Linked DNA regions of Mus musculus: region 1 is linked to region 2. The links are chromatin contacts, called in public HiChIP or PLAC-seq maps. All regions are on one chromosome and are shown on one strand. The core of a region is the stretch at or near the end of the contact, and the rest is flanking DNA. Distances in the headings are between cores, read along the strand shown.

The links. HiChIP or PLAC-seq counts read pairs in DNA pulled down with a chosen protein or histone mark.
Region 1: a contact with region 2 is called in an H3K27ac HiChIP or PLAC-seq map of embryonic stem cells, with 15 read pairs. The contact joins two enhancer-like sites. A contact is called at or near these places in 10 of 484 Hi-C or Micro-C datasets (CD4 T cells, CD8 T cells, Th1 cells and 4 more) and 6 of 115 datasets of contacts at active chromatin or transcription factors (CD8 T cells, embryonic fibroblasts and embryonic stem cells).

The regions. Positions count from the first base shown.
Region 1 is chr13:109,839,110-109,843,257 of GRCm38.p6, reverse strand. The region is part of intron 7 of Pde4d (phosphodiesterase 4D, cAMP specific); the gene reads right to left. Among named protein-coding and RNA genes, the nearest start is that of Mir1904, 63 kb to the left of the region's middle. Within about 2 kb of position 2,772, at least 6 of the 459 cell types and tissues checked have an H3K27ac peak or open chromatin away from gene starts, as enhancers often do. A contact at or near this core is called in embryonic stem cells and muscle stem cells, where this site is marked.
Region 2 is chr13:109,773,714-109,777,676 of GRCm38.p6, reverse strand. All of the region lies in intron 7 of Pde4d (phosphodiesterase 4D, cAMP specific), which reads right to left. Among named protein-coding and RNA genes, the nearest start is that of Mir1904, 130 kb to the left of the region's middle. Within about 2 kb of position 1,381, at least 125 of the 459 cell types and tissues checked have an H3K27ac peak or open chromatin away from gene starts, as enhancers often do. A contact at or near this core is called in embryonic stem cells and muscle stem cells, where this site is marked.

The sequences.
Region 1 (4,148 bases), core at 1,523-4,022, 64 kb before region 2:
AAAACCCTAGTAGTGACAAAGCAAACTTGGATGAGGTCAGCCCAGGAAATGTAGCTAACCAACATCAATAATAACACATCTTTACCTGGGTTGTGCCCTGTGACTCACACTTCAAGTCTGACAGTCATAACTTGCTCCCAAGCTGTGATATCCAGCTTCTTTGGCTATAAAGTGAGAATCAACATATTTGCCACAAGTCCTGTTTGCAGGGCCACCAAATTACCAACAAAATGAGAGGCAAATGAGAGCCGTCCTGGATACTGTGACAATAAGAGTTGCCGTTTGCAGAAGAACAGAGTGTTCTGCACTCATGGCAAAAACTGCCACTTGAATTGCATGAGTGACTCTAAGTCTTTTTTGTGATGTTGTCCTTTCAAACACAAACACCATGTTATTATGGTGCGTGTTGAATCTGACATTCTCAAAACTGTGCACATCATTACACAAAGGATGCTTTGGGCATTGATCTCATCTTCTTCATCTTCTCTAAGATTATGGTTGGCGATTGCTGTGATGCTCCTACCAGGAACCTTCTCAGCCAACTACAGTCCCCAGTCACGACTTACATGATAGATGTCGTTCTACACTACCGGGCTCTGTTCGTTATGTTACTTCAATTCCGTTTGAAACTTCTTGAAGGCAAGGCCAACAGTATGTTTATTTTGCACGATGCCCAACGTGTGTTGATTCTTCCAGGTTTCTTCACAATGCTTGCAGCATTCCAAAGCACTTTCCTTCCTTCCAGTGGTTCCTTCTTCTCTCTCAACCCCACCAAGTTTTAACTGAGATAAACTAAATGATCTCAGAAACCCACATCAAGGCCGGGCATTGGTGGTGCACGCTTTTAATCCCAGCACTCGGGAGGCAGAGGCAGGCGGATTTCTGAGTTCAAGGCCAGCCTGATCTACAAAGTGAGTTCCAGGACAGCCAGGGCTACACAGAGAAACCCTGTCTCAAAAGAAAAAAGAAAAGAAAAGAAAAGAAAAGAAAAGAAAAGAAAAGAAAAGAAAAGAAAAGAAAAGAAAAGAAAAGAAAAGAAAAGAAAAGAAACGCACATCATAGCAAACCTGTTTGCTTGTTTTGTTGAGGCAGGGTTTCTCTGTGCAGCCTGTGCTGCATGGAACTCTGTAGCTCAGGTTGATCTAGAACTCACAGAGCTCTGCCTGGCTCTGTCTACTCCCTAAGTGCTGGGATTAGAAATGTGCACACCATGGCCCAACACAGCAAACTATTATTATACCTTTTTGATATATATATGTATATATGTATATATATACATATATATATATGTATGTATGTATGTATGTATGTATAAACTTAGATGTGCCTTGATCTATGCTCACACTTACTCTTTTCCTGACCATCTCCCATTTGTATTTTATAGATTATACAATATCCATAAACTGATACAGTTACCTCTCTTTCCACAGGTCTGACTTTTTTGAATATGCTGATAACCTCCACCCAATTGCCCTTCTTTCTTTCCTTTATGGAGAGGTTCCATGTGAGAAATGGTTTTGTGTTTTGTTTTGTCTTATTTAAATCAATGGGCTCCTATTTCCTGATGGTTCCCCCTTCCCTTGTGCACTCATGAGCCAACTTCCCTGTGCACTCATGAGCCAACTTCATCAGATCATAAGGTTCCCACCGGTGGGATGTGCTGGACTTTGAGTCTCCACTTACATCAGGGACTAAAGACAAGAGTGATGTTGGCTCTGATTGTCTGCTAGCCCAGTTTGGGTTTTGGTACATTCTTTTTGCAAAAAGAATTGCCTTGATGAGTGATTTTTTGCTGTGTGTGTGTGTGTGTGTGTGTGTGTGTGCATGTGTGACACCAAGATTATTCATTGTTTATAACAGCTCATATAGGCTCCAAGGTAGAAGTTAATTATTATCCATGGGAAATTCTGCAAACTTGATGTTAACTCTCTGCATGCTCCCACTCTTGCTCCTGCTCTCTGGAGTTTGGAGTGTCCCGAGCTCACAATTGTGTTCACTCCCACTCCAAGCATCTGATGCACTTGGACCAGCTGATGATTTGGTGAGAGGGTGCTCATCAGTGTGTGTGACACCAATCTAAATAATCTTCAATCATTATTGAGCATCTAACTGCTTGCCATTATAGATTTTATGTTATCTGATTCTATGTCCACAGTGGCTAGATAATCCTTAGATATAAATATTATCATATCTCTTTCCTCCCTTTCAGTTACTCTTTAAGGCCTACAGTTACCCATTCTGTAGGAAATCCTGTCTCTCTCCCTGGAAACTCTCTCTCCAAAGTGTCTCAAAACCTCAGAGAATGTTCAGCTGTCAAAATATAATTTCATTCTAAACTTGTGGAGGTGAAAGAATGGCCAATTAGCACACAAGTTTCTCTGTGTTTGTCATGGACTATCTGCATATTTCCCTGTCCATGGCAAAGGTCTCCCAGACGTCTAGGATGACACAACCCTGGGCTTCAATATTGCAGATCTTTTGATGGAAATCAGTTATTCCATACAAATCAGTCTTGCTCAGCATAGTTAGAGGCATTCACTGAGCTGGGGTCCCACTTGCCCCAGCCCTACCCCCACCACAGCATTATGCCATCTAGGGATTGTCACATCACTATGCTCTCTAGATAATAGCATGGATTATTCCCTGAATACATGCTAATGGCATCATCCCCTTATCACTAAAGCAGACCAAACGTTGAGGAAGGGTTTAGTCTCTGGTCCCAAAACTCCTGCCTTTCTTGGGTGATTTGCCTCTCTCCCTAATGACGTCATCAGAGGGCAGTTCCTTTTATCCCCTTTGTTGTATGACTATAGGTACAATATTTACATAACTGTGGGAGCCCACTAAATGACCTTTGTACAAATAATACATGCTTAAACCTCCTGCAGGATTTTCAATAATAAAGTCCCAGGGAAGTAGAGATTTAGGATCTCTCCCTGTGTGGTTACTCTCATATTCATGAAAATGCTTATTGTACTATGTAAGGGTCATTTCCCCCAAATTCTTTTACTTTAGGGCTAATTATAAGGACAAGGTGAGGTTAGGCCAATTGAAACTCTGGTCCTAAGTGCCCTTTCCTCACAGATCAAGGGCATAGCCACTCTAATGATCAAGTATTCAAAAAGAAAGAAGGAAAGCTTTGCTCAACCAATCCAATAAGACAAAAAAGAGATTCATTGAGAGGTAAATATTTGACATTCCAGAGTCATATTTGGGGATGAATACAAGAATAACGTTTCAATTAAATGACAAAGTCAGCCATGGTGTTGTTTGGTTGGTTTTTTTTCCCCACCCTATGTTTATTTAAATATAAGGGAATGCTCAGTATTAACATGAAAATGTACCCATCTAGTTGAGTTTCCTATAATACAATTAGAATGCATGCCTGTCCTGCCTGTGCCTCTAAAACCCAGATGCAGCTTACAATCAATGCCATCTTGAATTTGACAAAATGAACTTAGTAATCAGACTTCTCAATTGAATCAAATGACTACTTTAAAAAAGCAAATGCAGATAATCTGGAAATCGCCCAAGCACGGAGGTCGAAACCCCAGGATCAGATGTGAACTTACAACTCTGTGTGATATTAAATCTGACATAGACAATAGCATTATCCCCTCCAATGGGATGTAAGCTGTCAGCTGCAGGTGACAGTAGAACCCATGGAACTCTCATCCAGTGTGTTTAGCATATATGGGAGACGTGGGGTACCCCATCATTACAGCCGGGGGGGGGGGAGGAGTCTCAAAACATAATAGAGGGAAACACGTCAGAGTCATTAAGTTCCTGGCTTCTGACTCCATGCATGCCAAAGCAGTTGCTAACTGGGATTCTGTTTCCACAGTGGCTGAGTGATGGGAAGAAAGTGAACCCAACAGACAAATAGGACATTTCTCAGTAGCCTTCTCACTGCAAAGTACTTGGTGATCTTGTACTTGGATGTTCTTGGGTTCTGGGTGTCTGCAATGGTACCCCTCTAATTGGGTTCTGAGAAAACCAACTTTCTAAACCTAGGGAGCCAAGTACAATTGCTCAGAGGGTCTATTACATGTCTAAGCTACTTAAGTGGACAATTTATCAGGTCAAAAGAAGTGAAGAATTAAGGGTAATTAGGTCAAAATTGCCAACTGGCAGTCCTTAAGCCAAAG
Region 2 (3,963 bases), core at 132-2,631:
GGTGATACCAGAAAGCCAGTGATGAGGGGGCGGGGTTTCTCTGAAGATGGCTCGCTCTGCTGTGATCCTTATGCACTTTGCAGTTCATTGTCTCCTCAGCACCCAAGACGCTCTTACACAGGGATCTCATTTCTTGAAGGAAGCCCCACCATATATTATTTTAAATACATGTGAATATATAATATAGTATATTTTAATAAATAATATATCCTACTCTTTTTATCACGTATATGCATGGGACACAGAGACTAAAAAAGATCTAAATAATTACTAGTATCATTACTATCACACAAAAAAACAAAAAAACCCTACAACTTGGCTCCTTTTCTTTAATAAGGTGAAAGTGCTTAAGCAAATGGCCCACATCCTAAGAGAAACCATTGTTCTCTTAAATACCTTGGGTTGGTTGTGCTAACAACTTGTCAAGTAGACCTTCAGTTTTGCTTTATCCTTCAGAACAATGACAGCTGAAGACCGAGTTTCTTCCCGCTGTGTTTTGACTAACTAGCATTTGGATACTTCACTTTTAATCCTCGGGCTTCCTGACTGACAGAATTCTATTCAGAGTAAACATTCTTTTCTTGATGGGATCAAGAGCATCCAGGTTAAAATAGTTCTAAGTGGAATGGCCAGTGTTTTTTCTGGACCAGAACTCTGTGTACATGGCTTTCTGCCTGTCACTTTTCCTGTCCCCTCTACAGGGACAGAGGGAGTGTGTTGTTTTGATATAAGACCTTAGAGACAAAAGCAAAAGCCATTGTTTTAGGCTGGCTATCCCCCTACCTCTAGAATCACTACTAGATGTTATTCAAATAGCTCTAAATATGAAGGCATTTCCAGTGAGATATTGGCCCAAGACATTTTTGTGATTTTTAAGTCCATAATAGTCTAAAGCTACCTGCTACTCAGAAATTAACATTCTTTCATATTCCCTGTGGTGTCTTGTAAGCATACATTTCTTTAAACTTACTATTCTATCTAGTGTTTGCTTGTTTATGGTTGGGGGTCAGGGTTTAAGGCTTGGGCTCAGAGCAAGGATGAGGAGTTATTCCCAGTTCAGCCACAAAGTAGTGTTTTCTCTCAGCAGCCTTGGTTTTTCTCACATTTCCAATAAAGACATCCAAATAGATTTCCTTTGAGGTTTGTTGCTGCATGAAAATTCTCAATTGAATATGATTACATAAAGAAGATGATAATAGTAAACTTAAGAAGCGTAGTGCAGGTGATATTGAGGATGACAAGGTTCTGAGAGGTGGCTGCACTGCAGTTAACTTTCTTAACCTTGGTTTAAAATGAAAGGAACGTTCAAAAGTACTTTCTGTCCCGTCATCATGACTTGGTCCCCACACTCTCAGAGCTTGGGCATTTTTGCCTCTCTGCTGCCCTCTACTGGCCCCACATCCTCTTTGCTTCTGCTACGAGTAACTGGCTCCGGACCTAGGTTATACGTGATACAGGAAGCATTGAAAATGTGTGGGTGTTACCGCCTGGAACAAAAGCATCCCGAGACGTTCGGAGTGAGAAATGACAGAAGGCCACCGCAATCCTCTGTAACCTCCACTCTCCCGTGCCAAAACAGGGGTTAGGAACAAATGGGAAGCGAGGGGACAGAACTGCCCAACGGAATACTTGGGGAGCCACTTATGACCTGATGACCGGCCTTTACCCTTTCTGTAACTTATCTGCTTGCATTCTTGCAACGGTTCTGAGTGGCAGGTACTCATATCTCTGTTCTCTAGTTAGAAATTAAAGCTGGAGAGAATTGGGGTTCACCCTTGCAGGTTTTATCTGAAAGTGTCCCCACTGGCTTTGCAACAAAACAAAACAAACAAATAGACAAAAACTCCTTTCCACCCCTCCCAGGACGTGATCGTAAGGATAGATGAGCCCCAAGCGATGTGTCATCTTTTCTGGGTATCTCAAATCTCAGACAGTCAAGTATCAAGTCTCAACACCAGGATCATCACTGTTCTTGTTGGTAGCTTTTAGGTTTTTCAAGCGTACTTGTTTTTCTAGATTACTGAGAAAAGAGGCCTTTTCCCTGCCCATGTTCCCACCTCGGTTTGCAAAGCTTGGGAAGTAAATGAGACTTTCGTCAGTGGTGTGTGTGTGTGTGTGTGTGTGTGTGTGTGTGTGTGTGTGTGTGTGTTGTCTACAGTGGTCTGTAACAACGCAGCTGCTCTAAGCAGTTAATGACAGCTAATTAGTTTGCCATTCTAGATAAGCCCCAGGTCACAAACTAGTAAGAGGTACAAATGAGGCCTTCTTCACCATAATTGCCTAATTCCAGCAGATAATGATTTCCTCTCAGTGTTATGTAAAAATTGCAGAGACAACCCAGGGACTGCTTCAGTTCTGTGACCTTGAGTGAATAGACTCTCCCTTGAGTTTGGTTTGGGCACCGGCAAAGTGCTGTGGGGGAGGGGAGGTACACTGACCACGGAGAAACCAAGATTGCTTGTTGGTCACGAATCATTCCACCAGTATCCTACATTGTTTTTTTTTTGGGGGGGGGGGAGATGGTCGCCCTACCTACAAGGTAGATACAAGTACCCTCAAGGCAAAAGCATCAGAGAAGAAAAGAACATTGCCTTCTACTCGCCCCCCCCCCACTATGATTTGCCTATTGTGCACGAAGGGGGTGGGGGAAGCTCCTCTCCAGAGGGCTGCACTGTGTGTCTGAGCAAGGGTCTCGGGTTCCATGGAGTTGCGCTCACTAAGAACTCCATGCATGTGCTCACAAAATATGCCCTCAGCACCCCCAGGAAGTAGCACAGAAAAGAGGGACCCATTCCACCCGTCCATCTTTGTTTCGCCCTTTATACTGAATCTGAGTTTCTAAACAAACCAAAACAACAAGAACAGAAAACAAAGAAACAAATAAAGCGAAATGAAACAAAACAAACAAAACAAAACAAAACAAAACAAAACAACAACAAACAATTTGTTCCTTGGAGAATTCATTTTAGTAGGGAGGAATTTCTACTATTATTCTTTTGATGACAATCAAGACCCAAAGTGGTGGACTGTACACATAATAAGCCAGGACCTTGTGACATCATCATAAGCAGATGAGACAGAGAGAACCAATAGCTTAATAGTTATTAAAATGTGACCCCCCCACACACACTTGATGGAATTCTCAAGGAAGAAAACATCCGTTTTTTTCAGAATCATCTGCAATGTGGTGACCACAGATAGAGCCAGCCAGCACATTGGTCAATACATGCTCATTTTTCCATAAAGTATATTCACTGAAAATCATGTAAGGGCCTCCTCTTCCTCTTCCTCCTCCTCGTCCTCCTCCTCCTCGTCCTCCTCCTCCCCCTCTTCCTTCTCATCCTTCCTCCTCCTCCTCCTTCCTCCTCCTTCCTCCTCTTCCTCCTCTTCCTCCTCCTCCTCCCCCCCTTTCCTCAGATTATGGACAGGGGTTTAAAGAAGATACTTGAACCAAAAAATTGGTCTAACTTGGAGAATGTGCTAATTTTCTTCTGGTAGTAATTTTAGAAATCATAGGTTTTCTTTCCAGGCAATTATTTTAATGAATCAATTGAGGTTTCAAGAAACAATTAAATGAGCTCAATTTGGTCGCAAGTTCAGCAAAATGAGATCATCCTCTGGCTTGGGTTCAGTTGAGGTCAACTCTCCTATCGAACACGGACTAATAGGATAGGGATCGTTTTCTTTTTATGTTCTTTACTTCCGCTGTATTTTCGCCCCAATATCTGTGGGAACTTTTCCTGTGTGTGTGTGAGTGTTAGTATAAGCATGCATGTGAGTGTGTAGATATATATGCATGTGACACCAGACATCAATGTCTGGTATCTCTGTTAACTATTCTCCATCTGATAGCTTTAGATACGGTCTCCCTCACTGGGACCCTGGGCTTCCTGACTGAGCTAGGCTGGCAGGCCAGTAAGCCCTAATAGCACCCTATTTTAGGCACTGCTCAGGCACTAAGGT